Linked DNA regions of Mus musculus: region 1 is linked to region 2. The links are chromatin contacts, called in public Hi-C maps. All regions are on one chromosome and are shown on one strand. The core of a region is the stretch at or near the end of the contact, and the rest is flanking DNA. Distances in the headings are between cores, read along the strand shown.

Region 1 (5,375 bases), core at 2,220-4,719, 440 kb before region 2:
GGCCCTTTAAGTTGAAAATCTTCATTCTCATCAATTCCTATTATCCGTAGGTTTGGTCTTCTCATTGTGTCCTGGATTACTTGGATGTTTTGAGTTAGGATCCTTTTGCATTTTGTATTTTCTTTGACTGTTGTGTCGATGTTCTCTATGGAATCTTCTGCACCTGAGATTCTCTCTTCCATTTCTTGTATTCTGTTGCTGATGCTCGCATCTATGGTTCCAGATCTCTTTCCTAGGGTTTCTATCTCCAGCGTTGCCTCGCTTTGGGTTTTCTTTATTGTGTCTACTTCCCCTTTTAGTTCTAGTATGGTTTTGTTCATTTCCATCACCTGTTTGGATGTGTTTTCCTGTTTTTCTTTAATGATTTCTACCTGTTTGGCTGTGTTTTCCTGCTTTTCTTTAAGGGCCTGTAACTCTTTAGCAGTGCTCTCCTGTAATTCTTTAAGTGACTTATGAAAGTCCTTCTTGATGTCCTCTATCATCATCATGAGAAATGTTTTAAAATCTGGGTCTAGATTTTCGGTTGTGTTGGGGTGCCCAGGACTAGGTGGGGTGGGAGTGCTGCGTTCTGATGATGGTGAGTGGTCTTGATTTTTGTTAGTAGGATTCTTACGTTTGCCTTTTGCTATCTGGTAATCTCTGAAGCTAGCTGTTTTAGTTGTCACTGTTAAGAGCTTGTTCTTCAGGTGACTCTGTTAGCCTCTATAAGCAGACCTGGAGGGTAGCACTCTCCTTAGTTTCAGTGGGCAGAGTATTCTCTGCAGGCAAGCTCTCTTCTTGCAGGGCAGGTACCCAGATATCTGGTGTTCGAACCAGACTCCTGGCAGAAGTTGTGTTCCACTCACTAGAGGTCTTAGGATCTCCTGTGGAATCCTGTGTGGGCCCTTGCGGGTGTCAGGCGACTCCGCTGGCAAGGTAGCCCGGGGCTCGAGTGGAGCGGAAGGGGTTTGTGCCCCAGATCAAGCCCGGGTAGCCTGCTTCCCTATGTACAGCAGTCTCAGGTTCCGCGTGATTGGATTGGGGCAGGCGCTATGTTCCACTCACCAGAGGTCTTAGGATCACGTGGGGAGTCCCGTGTGGGCCCTTGCGGGTGTTGGGCAAGACTCTGCTGGCAAGGTAGCCCGGGGCTGGAGTCGAGCGGAAGGGACTTGTGCCCCAGATCAGGCCCGGGTAGCCTGCTTCCCTATGTACCGCAGTCTCAGGTTGAGATACTTGTGTTTTAGTGTTGATCTGGTTCTCTCTGCACCAGGGGTGTTCCTGTGGTGTCTCCTCAACCCTTTTCTGGTGATGAGTCCTCTCTTCTCTTCTGCTCAGCCATTGGCTGATCGGTTTTTATTGACAAATCAGAGAATAAATGGGGAGCAATGTTTACACAACATCAAAATCCAACATTCTTAGAATAAACACTACGATGCCCTGTTCGGATTGCAACCAGATTGGGGGAGGGGGTAGGGAAGAAATCAGTATTTGAAGAATTCAAAGATAATCTTTACGCAGTGCAGAAGAGCATTATACCTACATATGAGACTCAGAGTGGACTAGGTGGCCGTGGTGCTTGTTACCATGGCAACCTGGTATTGATCAAGCTCTTCAGACTCCATAACTCTAAGGGGTCACTGACAAAGCACTGACAGGGTTTGGAAGGTCAAGCTGGGCTGGCATTTGAGGGTGGTGGGCACAAACAAGTCAGAGGAATGGTCACAGTTCAGTCTGAATGAGTGGCCTGGGACTGTTGTAACAGTGTTCCAGCAGTTTTGTGGCTTAGGAATGGGGAGGTTGTCTCCCAGCTACTGTGAAGTCTGAATTCAAGGCTGAGCCTCAGGAGAGGCTGGGGAGCAGTCATGGTCTCCTAACTTCAGGTTCTCAAACCCCAGGCCTAAAGGGATTTTTCCTCCTAGCCTCTTAGAACCCTTTTCTTGTCTGGGAAATCACACTCATCAAATGGGCTCGGCCTGGCCCACTCTGTGAAAGGGTCTCATTTTACTTGGTTAGTTCAGAGATCCCTATCTTGAAATCAGGCCACATTCTGAGGTATTTAGACTTGGACACGTCTCTTCATATCTTTCCCAGCTCTCTGTTTGTTTTGCCATACAGGGCTAACAGCGAAGGCATGTTCACCCAGGTATGTAGGTTCGCTGTGCCTATTGATCCACACCCCACTCTCCTCTCTTTCTCCCTGGGCCTCCCGCTGATCTGCTTTGCTCCCCAAGCAGTTGTGGCTGCACTTTCATGCCCGTGTCACATCTGTACACATGTGACTGATGTATCTAGGGCTCACAAATGAGAAAACAGGATATCTGTCTCCTGCAGAGGGCTGGCCCACCTTTCTGCTTGTTTCACAGTTTGCCATTTTCCCTGCAAATGGAAATGCCATCTTATAAAAGTCACTTGACCTGGGTTGACATGTTGTAAACAACTTATTCTCTTGCTGCTCCTGGAAGATGTGCCTGTGATTGAGAAATGGAGAGCTGGCAAATAATCCTTCTACCTTGCCAATGTAAGCAACCATAGCAAACTTATACACACACAGACAGACACACACATAGAGAGACACACACACACAAAGACACACATACACACATACACAAAGACACACATGTACATACATGCACACACACAAACACATACATACAAATACACACATACACGCACATACACACAGACACACACATACACACATGCACACATACAAACACACACAAATATACACACACAAACACATACACACAGACACAAAGACACACACACAGACACACACACACATGCACACATACATACACACACTTACACAATACAAACACATACAGACACAAAGACACACATACACAAAGACACACTCACACACACATGCACACATACATACACACACATATAAACACACAGACACACAGACACAAAGACACACTCACATGCACACACATGCACACATACATACACACACTTAAACATATACAAACACATACACACAGACACATACATACACACATACACAAAGACACACAGAGACACACACAAAGACATACACATATATACATATACACACATATACATACACACATATAAACACATGTACACATGTACACGTGTATACACACACACACACACACACACACACACACACACAAGCATGCATGTTTTCCCACACCCCTGGAAAGGGAAGAGAAATGGGATATGAATATGGTTGAATATGTTATATACATGTGTGTAATTGTTAAAAAAAAACCTATCCCATGAACAATAGATAGAGGAATAAAAAGTAAGATGTAAGAGGAGAGAGGAAAGATGGAGAGGAGTCTGGGGGACAAGGCAGGCAGAAGAGGGAAGGGAAGAGCAGAAGGATGTTAGGCACATGTATGTGTTTCTCCTCAGACTCAGGAGCAGGCTGTGCAGGCAGTGAATGTGGTCACCGCCTTGGTAAGGACAGCCAGTCCTGGATGGAGTTGGGGGTACAGGCAGGGCAGCCAATTTCTTGGCAAGCCCTCTTGGGGTCTCTATTTACCAAGTAATAAACCGGATCTCCCAGCCCCAGAGGGTGGTTTGTGGTGATCAGTAAAGACATTTGAGAGCCACTGGGGAGGAGAGGAAGGAGATAAGTCCAGGAGCCGCATATGTGCAGATGTGATATGGAGATGCTAGGGTGGCAATCTCCATGCAGGAAATCCAAGAAATTCCCCAGTTAAGATTTTACCAAAAGGTCAACTCTCCTCAGGCAAAAGAGGAAAAACAAAACAGAGCAAAACCAAGAGGCAATCTTAGAAATGGAGAAAAAGACCTAGCCAGACATTCCTGGAGTATAGGTGCTTCAGGGGAGCAGAGCAGAATGATGGCGCTTACGTTTCCAGCCCTTCTGGAACTTTCTAGGGTGGTGTGCAACATAAAACCTGCCCACATCTTTATACATGCTACATTTGGGAGATTTCGATTTGGAAGAAAGTCCCATAAGGAGGTACTGGTGGCATGCGGAGCACCCAGCCCGGTCACCGTGCCCCAGGATCGCACCTACATTCTTGAGTGGATGAAACCTCCAGATGATATCTTTTACCAAGGCCAAAGAGGGAAATGAACACGCCATCTCAGGCAAAAAAGGCTTCCTGAACGAGTAGCTACTAATAGTCATTGGCCAGCCTCTGTTCCTTCTCGGGCACTGGGGAACCATATGTATGCAGTTATTGGACCTTCTCATTAAAGCAAAGCCAAACTCTGGTGGGAGAAATGAACAAATCTTTCCTTGAATGGTATGGAGCCTCACAATGATAATGGAAGACACTCTTATCTCAGGTTGGAGGCGAGTTTTAAGTGTGAGGGGCACAGGGGATGAGCTAGCAGTTTGTTCACTTGTGCAGTGTGTGCATGTGTGTGTGCATGTGTGTGTGCATGTGTATGTGCATGTGTGTACTTGTGAGTGTGTGCAAGTGTGTGTGTACTTGTGAGTGTGTGCATGCCTGTGTGTGCTTGTGTATGTGTACACACGTTTTTGTGTAGGTGTGAATACACACCTGGAGGCCACAGATCAACATCAGGTGCCTTCTGTACTTTTGAGACCAGTCTCATTGAGCCTGTAGCTCACTGATTGGCCATGCTGGCTGGCCAGTGAGATCCAAGGATGCTCCTGTCTCTTAGCTGCCCACCTTTTCAGAACCAGGGTTATAAGTGTGTGCTATTAGGCCTGGCTACGTGGGTGCTGTGAAACTGAACAGGTCTTCATGTTTGCATGGTAAGTACTTTACTGACTGCCCCCTCATTTCCTCTTAAAAGTAGGAATAAAGTGGCCCTGAGTTGTCTAAGTTAGGTATGCAAATTTCAGAAAGTTGGGGAATCCCAGCAGAGGAAGGAATGAATTCCCTTAGAGCCACACTGACTGTGAACATGTGACATAGAGCTTCCTGGTTTGTCTCTTACATCATTGATATTTCCCTAACCCCCCTTATATTTATTCTTTTCATTGTAAGCATTTTCCATGCCACTGAAAAGTATTTGAAAAGAAATTGATTAAAAAAAAAAAAGGAAAAGAAAAGAAAAGAAAAGAAAAGAAAAGAAAAGAAAAGAAAAGAAACCATGTTCAGGCTGGAGAGATGGCTCGGCAATTAAGAACTGGCTGCTCTTCCAGAAGACCCAGGCTCACTTCTCAGTACCCACATGGCAGCCCACAACTGTCTGAAACTCCTGCTGCTCCAGGGATCCAACTCTCTTACACATGCAGGTAATACACCAATGTACATAAAATAATAAAAAATAAATTATTAAGAAACATTTTCTTATGGACACATGAAAACATGTACAAGCTAAAGATGATGGACTTAGCATACTGACCACCCGGCCTGCTCGGTCATCACCTGACCTGCCTGCTGCCTCCCTCCAAGTCTTTCTCCCTTCCA
Region 2 (4,859 bases), core at 1,855-4,354:
AAGTATTTCAAACCCTGGCTCAGCCTGGGAGCTGAGGTTCAGGTGTCCTACCCAGCTGTCTGGAACCAGAGCCTTACTGCTTCCCAAACTTGTTAGTGTAGCCTTGAGATGGGCCCTGAGGTGGCAGACATCCACAGTAAGGGCTGCTTAGGAGCCGGATGGTCACTTGAGTTCAAGAGTTCTAGGCCAGCTGGACAGACTTGCTAAAGAAAAACAAAAGACGGTTTATCTTTCAGGAAACCTCCAGTTTGGTTAGACTCTTTCTTACAATTGCTAGGTTTCGTGAAATGGGGACCGGCTGTGTGTAGCTGAACACACTGCCTTTGCCCACAGTGAAGCCAGACTAATCATTAGATTCCTCCAGATGCCTCTAAGTGTAGTCCAGTTTTGTTTTTGTTTTTGCTTTTGTGTGTGTGTGTGTGTGTGTGTGTGTGTGTGTGTGTGTGTGGTGGAGCCCCCACAACACCGTGGAAACCTTAGAGGCCATGAGGGAAAGAGTCCCCAGTGTTTCAGAGAATAAAATGGCAGCCTTTTCTCCACATTGGAGTTCTTCTGTATACCAACACACAGGGTAATGGATCATCAGGCATCATTGCCTCTGTGGGCATGAGAGTTTCCCACTTCTCTTTGGGGAGGTAACTTGGTATCCATAGGAAGGATGTCCTGAAGATGAGCAACCAGCAAACCAGGTCCAGGAGAACTGCTGGCACTGGGTAAGGACTGAGGACATGAGGGTGTAGCCCTGGGGTACCAGCGTCATTGATGGATAGCTGTGGAGTGAGAGGAATTAATGACTGTCACGTCTCTCTCCTTCCTCTTGAGTTAAAATGCCTCTACGACTTTGACATATTTTCCCTCCAACTGATAGGTGAAGTTTCACTCTGTTTGTACAAGAACATTTCCCTTGCTTTCAGCACCTTCAGCACCTTCAGAGCAGCCTGGCCCAATGCTTAACATGTAGCTAATGCCAATAAAGATTGATAGACCTCTCATAGGAAGGCTCCTTCTGCTGCAACAGTCTTGTTACAAACGTCTTGTGGAAGCCAGACTTGGTCTCATAGTGTTCTAGGCATTTAAGGCTTCAATAAATCATTCAAGACTACAACTATCACTTCATATCACATCATAGGACTGATGCTGGAGAGGAAGTCTTCAACCCGTTGTCTTGCAGAAGGTTGTAGTCAACTGGCGTTTGGGGCTGGAGTCCTCTGGAAGCCTTCTTCACTTAGCTCTGGGGTCTGGTGTAAACTGTCATGCAGGGATAATGATAAGAACACCCACCCCATCTTTCCATAGTTGGCCTTTTTCTTTCAATGAAGGCTGAAGTTTATGAATGCTTGTTGCCAAGGAAACAGGCAGAGGTAGCTTTGGAAGTCTGATAACTGAACCTCTGTCAGAGACCTGAGGGGATGGGAGGGAGGCAGGTACCACTATTTAATGGAGCAAAATTGATGCCAGCTTTCAGAAGGGTTTGAGATGGACCATTTTAGGAAATGCAGTTGCCATGGTGATATGGTCAGTGCCTAGAAATGCAATGACTGCTCCATGTTCCTGGTCTATAAGGACATATGAAACCATCCCTGATAACAAATAGTGTAGCTGAGCATGCTTATGAAAGTAGGGTACCGTGCACATACGTGTGCCATGCATGTTACATGTCCACTTGCCGCTGGGTATGGTTTGGACACTGAGAAGGGGACCTCATGTGATAGAGAGTTGGAAGTCCTCAGAGTACATTAGAAAAAAAATCTTATTTCCAAATGCCTTAGTCAGAGTACTTGCTCAAAAAGCCCTCCTCTAGAGTGACCCAACATCTGGAGGTCTGCAACTGAACACCCCAGATGAAGACGGTTGGGGGACGATGGGGCAGGCAGCCTTTCCCTGTTTCTGGTGTATGTGTGTGTGTGTTTTGACTGTGTGCCTTGGTGGTCATACTTCTTCAGGCTGCTATGACACTCGGCTGTGGTGTCCAGGTCTTTTCCATCATGTGATGCTGTTCACACTCAGGAGCCCTGTGTGTTTCCCTGTCACAGTGACAGCAGCGAGAATGAAGCCCTGCCTTGGCTGCCCCACTCTAAGCAGAGAAAGCACCCCTGGGCTCTGCTGGCAGCTGGAGTCGGAAACATGCAGTAAGGATCATACCTGGGCCTCTTCGAAGCAGCTGGTCAGAGCCTGTCCACACTTACTCCACCCACAGCCTAGACCCAGGCAAACAACCCTCACCCGCTGACCTCACCAGCTCATGATATATAAGCTCATGTAGAAGCAGAAACAAAAATGCTCTGCTTATTTTAGGTACAAATGAAGACAGGGTAAGTCGCAGAGGTCCCCTCGTGTTTAGAGGACGCTGCTGAGAACCTCCTGTCTGGGCCGAGTGTCAGTGAGATTGTACATTAAAATTATTTTCAGGAAGACTAACATACATTTATAAAATTCTGTTTTGTTTTATGATTTGAAACAGGGTCTCGTAGAACTTGGGTTGACCCCAGACTTACTGTATAGCTGAGGCTGACTTTAAATCTTTGCTTTTCTTGTCTCTGCCCCCTGAGTTCTGGGGTTATAGTGTGACCCACAATGTCTGGATTATGCTTAGTTTTAAGTTTTAAAATCTGTAGATAATATGCTGATTCAAAGTTTTTCTCTCTTATAGGTGATGAATATTGGGTTTCCTTGTTGGTGAATAAAACCAAGACAGCTTTGTGGGATAATAACAATTATTTCAGGAATTTCATGGCAAGCCCTAGGCAGACATAGTGTTTGCTCTTTTTGGGCATTTTAGAGGGTCATGTAGTGCCCTCTAGTGTCCAAGATCCCAGCAGTTTAAAGGGAAGCCCCTTCCCAAGACTCCAGCTTCTGAGGAGCTGATAGAAGTGCCCCTCCTGAGACAGTAGGTGACTACTTCTTGCAACTCTCCACATAGGACTGTTCTTATAACTATAAATGAAGGCTAGAATATTATCTACTAGGGACACACAATGTGTGAGAAATGCGGCGTTTTTTAAATCTTGGATTTTACTTGCCTATCAGAAAGGGGCTGGGAAGATGGCTCCGTTGATAAAGTGGATAAAAATGGCTCACAGGGGCATGATTTCCAGTCCCCAGCATTTAAACTAGAAGCCATCCATGGTAGTGTCTACTATGATGGGTGGTGGGCTGGGGGCAGAGTGGAGGATCCCTGGGGCTCATCCCGAAAACCCAGGCTATCTCTGGGGCCCAGGTTCACTGTGAGACCCTGTCGCAGAAGCCGATCATCACATGGGTCAGCTGGAAGAGAAACAGCCTACCTGGATTCCGGCTGCACATGGGGGCCTCACCTCTGCAGTGGGAAGTGATAGGGCACATGCAGAGAGGTAGCATGCAGCCTGGGAGTGACGGGGCAGCTGCTACGGTGACTCCAAACCTGGCCTCTGAGTCCCTTAAGTTTATGGGTTGCTTGGTGAGGTGTGAGAAAATGGGAATGAATTCATGGCAAATGTTAGCTTCATTTCTGATTCCGTTTGTGATAGACATGTATTAGCAAATGATAACCAAATTAACTTGACTCAGGTCAAGACAAAGCAAGGCCACCTCGGCTGTTTAAAGAAGGAAAGAGGAGGAGCTACCCTTGCACACGGGTGCCTCCAAATCTCCGTGGCGTGAGTTACATCATTGCACCATTGCTTACCATTAACATATTATCTTTATTTTTGTTATACAAATAATTTGGGTCTAAAAGTTTTGCTCATTTGTGTGTGGAAGTGGAGGTAGGAGAGCGTTTGGAGGCACGTGTGTGTACTTGTGGAAGTTGGAGGGCAACGTTGTGGATTCGATTCTCTTCTTCCCACCTTTACTTGGGTTCCTGAGGTGGGTACTCAGGCTGCCAGGGCGGCTCAGCAGGTGCCTGTTACTATCAGAGCATTTCCTTGGTCCTAAAGAAACAGTTTGCAGACCAGTTTATTACAGTTCAATAAATGATACCAAGTATCATAGAAGGGAGACAAATACACTTTTAAACGTCGTTTGAGGTTCTGGAAAGTGATAAAAACCCAAGTTAATCTCAACAGCCTAAGATAATGTTGTGGAATGGTGCTGACAATCGCAGTACTGTGATGAGAGTCTGAGGCCGAGGAGGGTGGAACTGTGCCACAGTCCCCACAAGTGTGGCCAAGGGCCTCTGCACATCTTCAGTGGTGTGTCCTTCGCAGAACAAGCCCCAAGGTGGCTAGCAGCAAAACAGGGTTTCTAAATAACACTTGTGCTCACACACACCTAGTCCTGTGTCCAAGATCCTTTGGTATAGAGGCATAGTCACCCAAGTGGTGGCGCACGCCTTTAATCCCAGCACTTGGGAGGCAGAGGCAGGCAGATTTCTGAGTTCGAGGCCAGCCTGGCTACAAAGTGAGCTCCAGGACAGCGAGGGCTACACAGAGAAACCCTGTCTCAAAAAAAAAAAAAAAACAAAAAAAACAAAAAAAACAAAAAACCAACAAACCAAACAACAACAACAAAAGTTGCTTCTAGCTAAACTATTGTGTCAGAATAAGTATATCTCTCTTAGTCTTTTTTAAAAAAAAAAAACACGAGTGGTTCTTGAACAGACTTAAGGTCTGTGACAATTGCATTACTATCCCGGGCACTCGGGGATGAGAATGGGCTGGGTTAGCACAACCGGAGAGCGCTCTGGATGCTGAGGAAGTCATGCGTGTTGGAATTGTTGCTTCATTGGAACCCACAGAGCTGAGCCGATGCCTGCCTCACAGTGAAGGAAATTGCAGCATGGGTGTTGAAAGTTGAGGATTGAGTGTGTGATAACAATTTCCTTGCTTTAAATTAGTTCAGATCAACCAAGAGGCTGAAGGCTGTATTAACCACTCCAAGAA

Evidence for each region. Hi-C and Micro-C count contacts between places; a contact is called where the count stands out from the background.
Region 1: a contact with region 2 is called in a Hi-C map of the G1E-ER4 cell line, with 4 times the contacts expected there. The contact joins two enhancer-like sites. A contact is called at or near these places in 2 of 484 Hi-C or Micro-C datasets (both in the G1E-ER4 cell line) and 1 of 115 datasets of contacts at active chromatin or transcription factors (cardiomyocytes).

What each region holds. Positions count from the first base shown.
Region 1 is chr16:95,901,820-95,907,194 of GRCm38.p6, reverse strand. The region is part of intron 1 of 1600002D24Rik (RIKEN cDNA 1600002D24 gene); the gene reads left to right. Among named protein-coding and RNA genes, the nearest start is that of Gm41508, 17 kb to the left of the region's middle. Within about 2 kb of position 3,469, at least 11 of the 459 cell types and tissues checked have an H3K27ac peak or open chromatin away from gene starts, as enhancers often do. A contact at or near this core is called in the G1E-ER4 cell line, where this site is marked.
Region 2 is chr16:95,464,681-95,469,539 of GRCm38.p6, reverse strand. The region is part of intron 2 of Erg (ETS transcription factor); the gene reads left to right. Among named protein-coding and RNA genes, the nearest start is that of Erg, 63 kb to the left of the region's middle. Within about 2 kb of position 3,104, at least 13 of the 459 cell types and tissues checked have an H3K27ac peak or open chromatin away from gene starts, as enhancers often do. A contact at or near this core is called in the G1E-ER4 cell line, where this site is marked.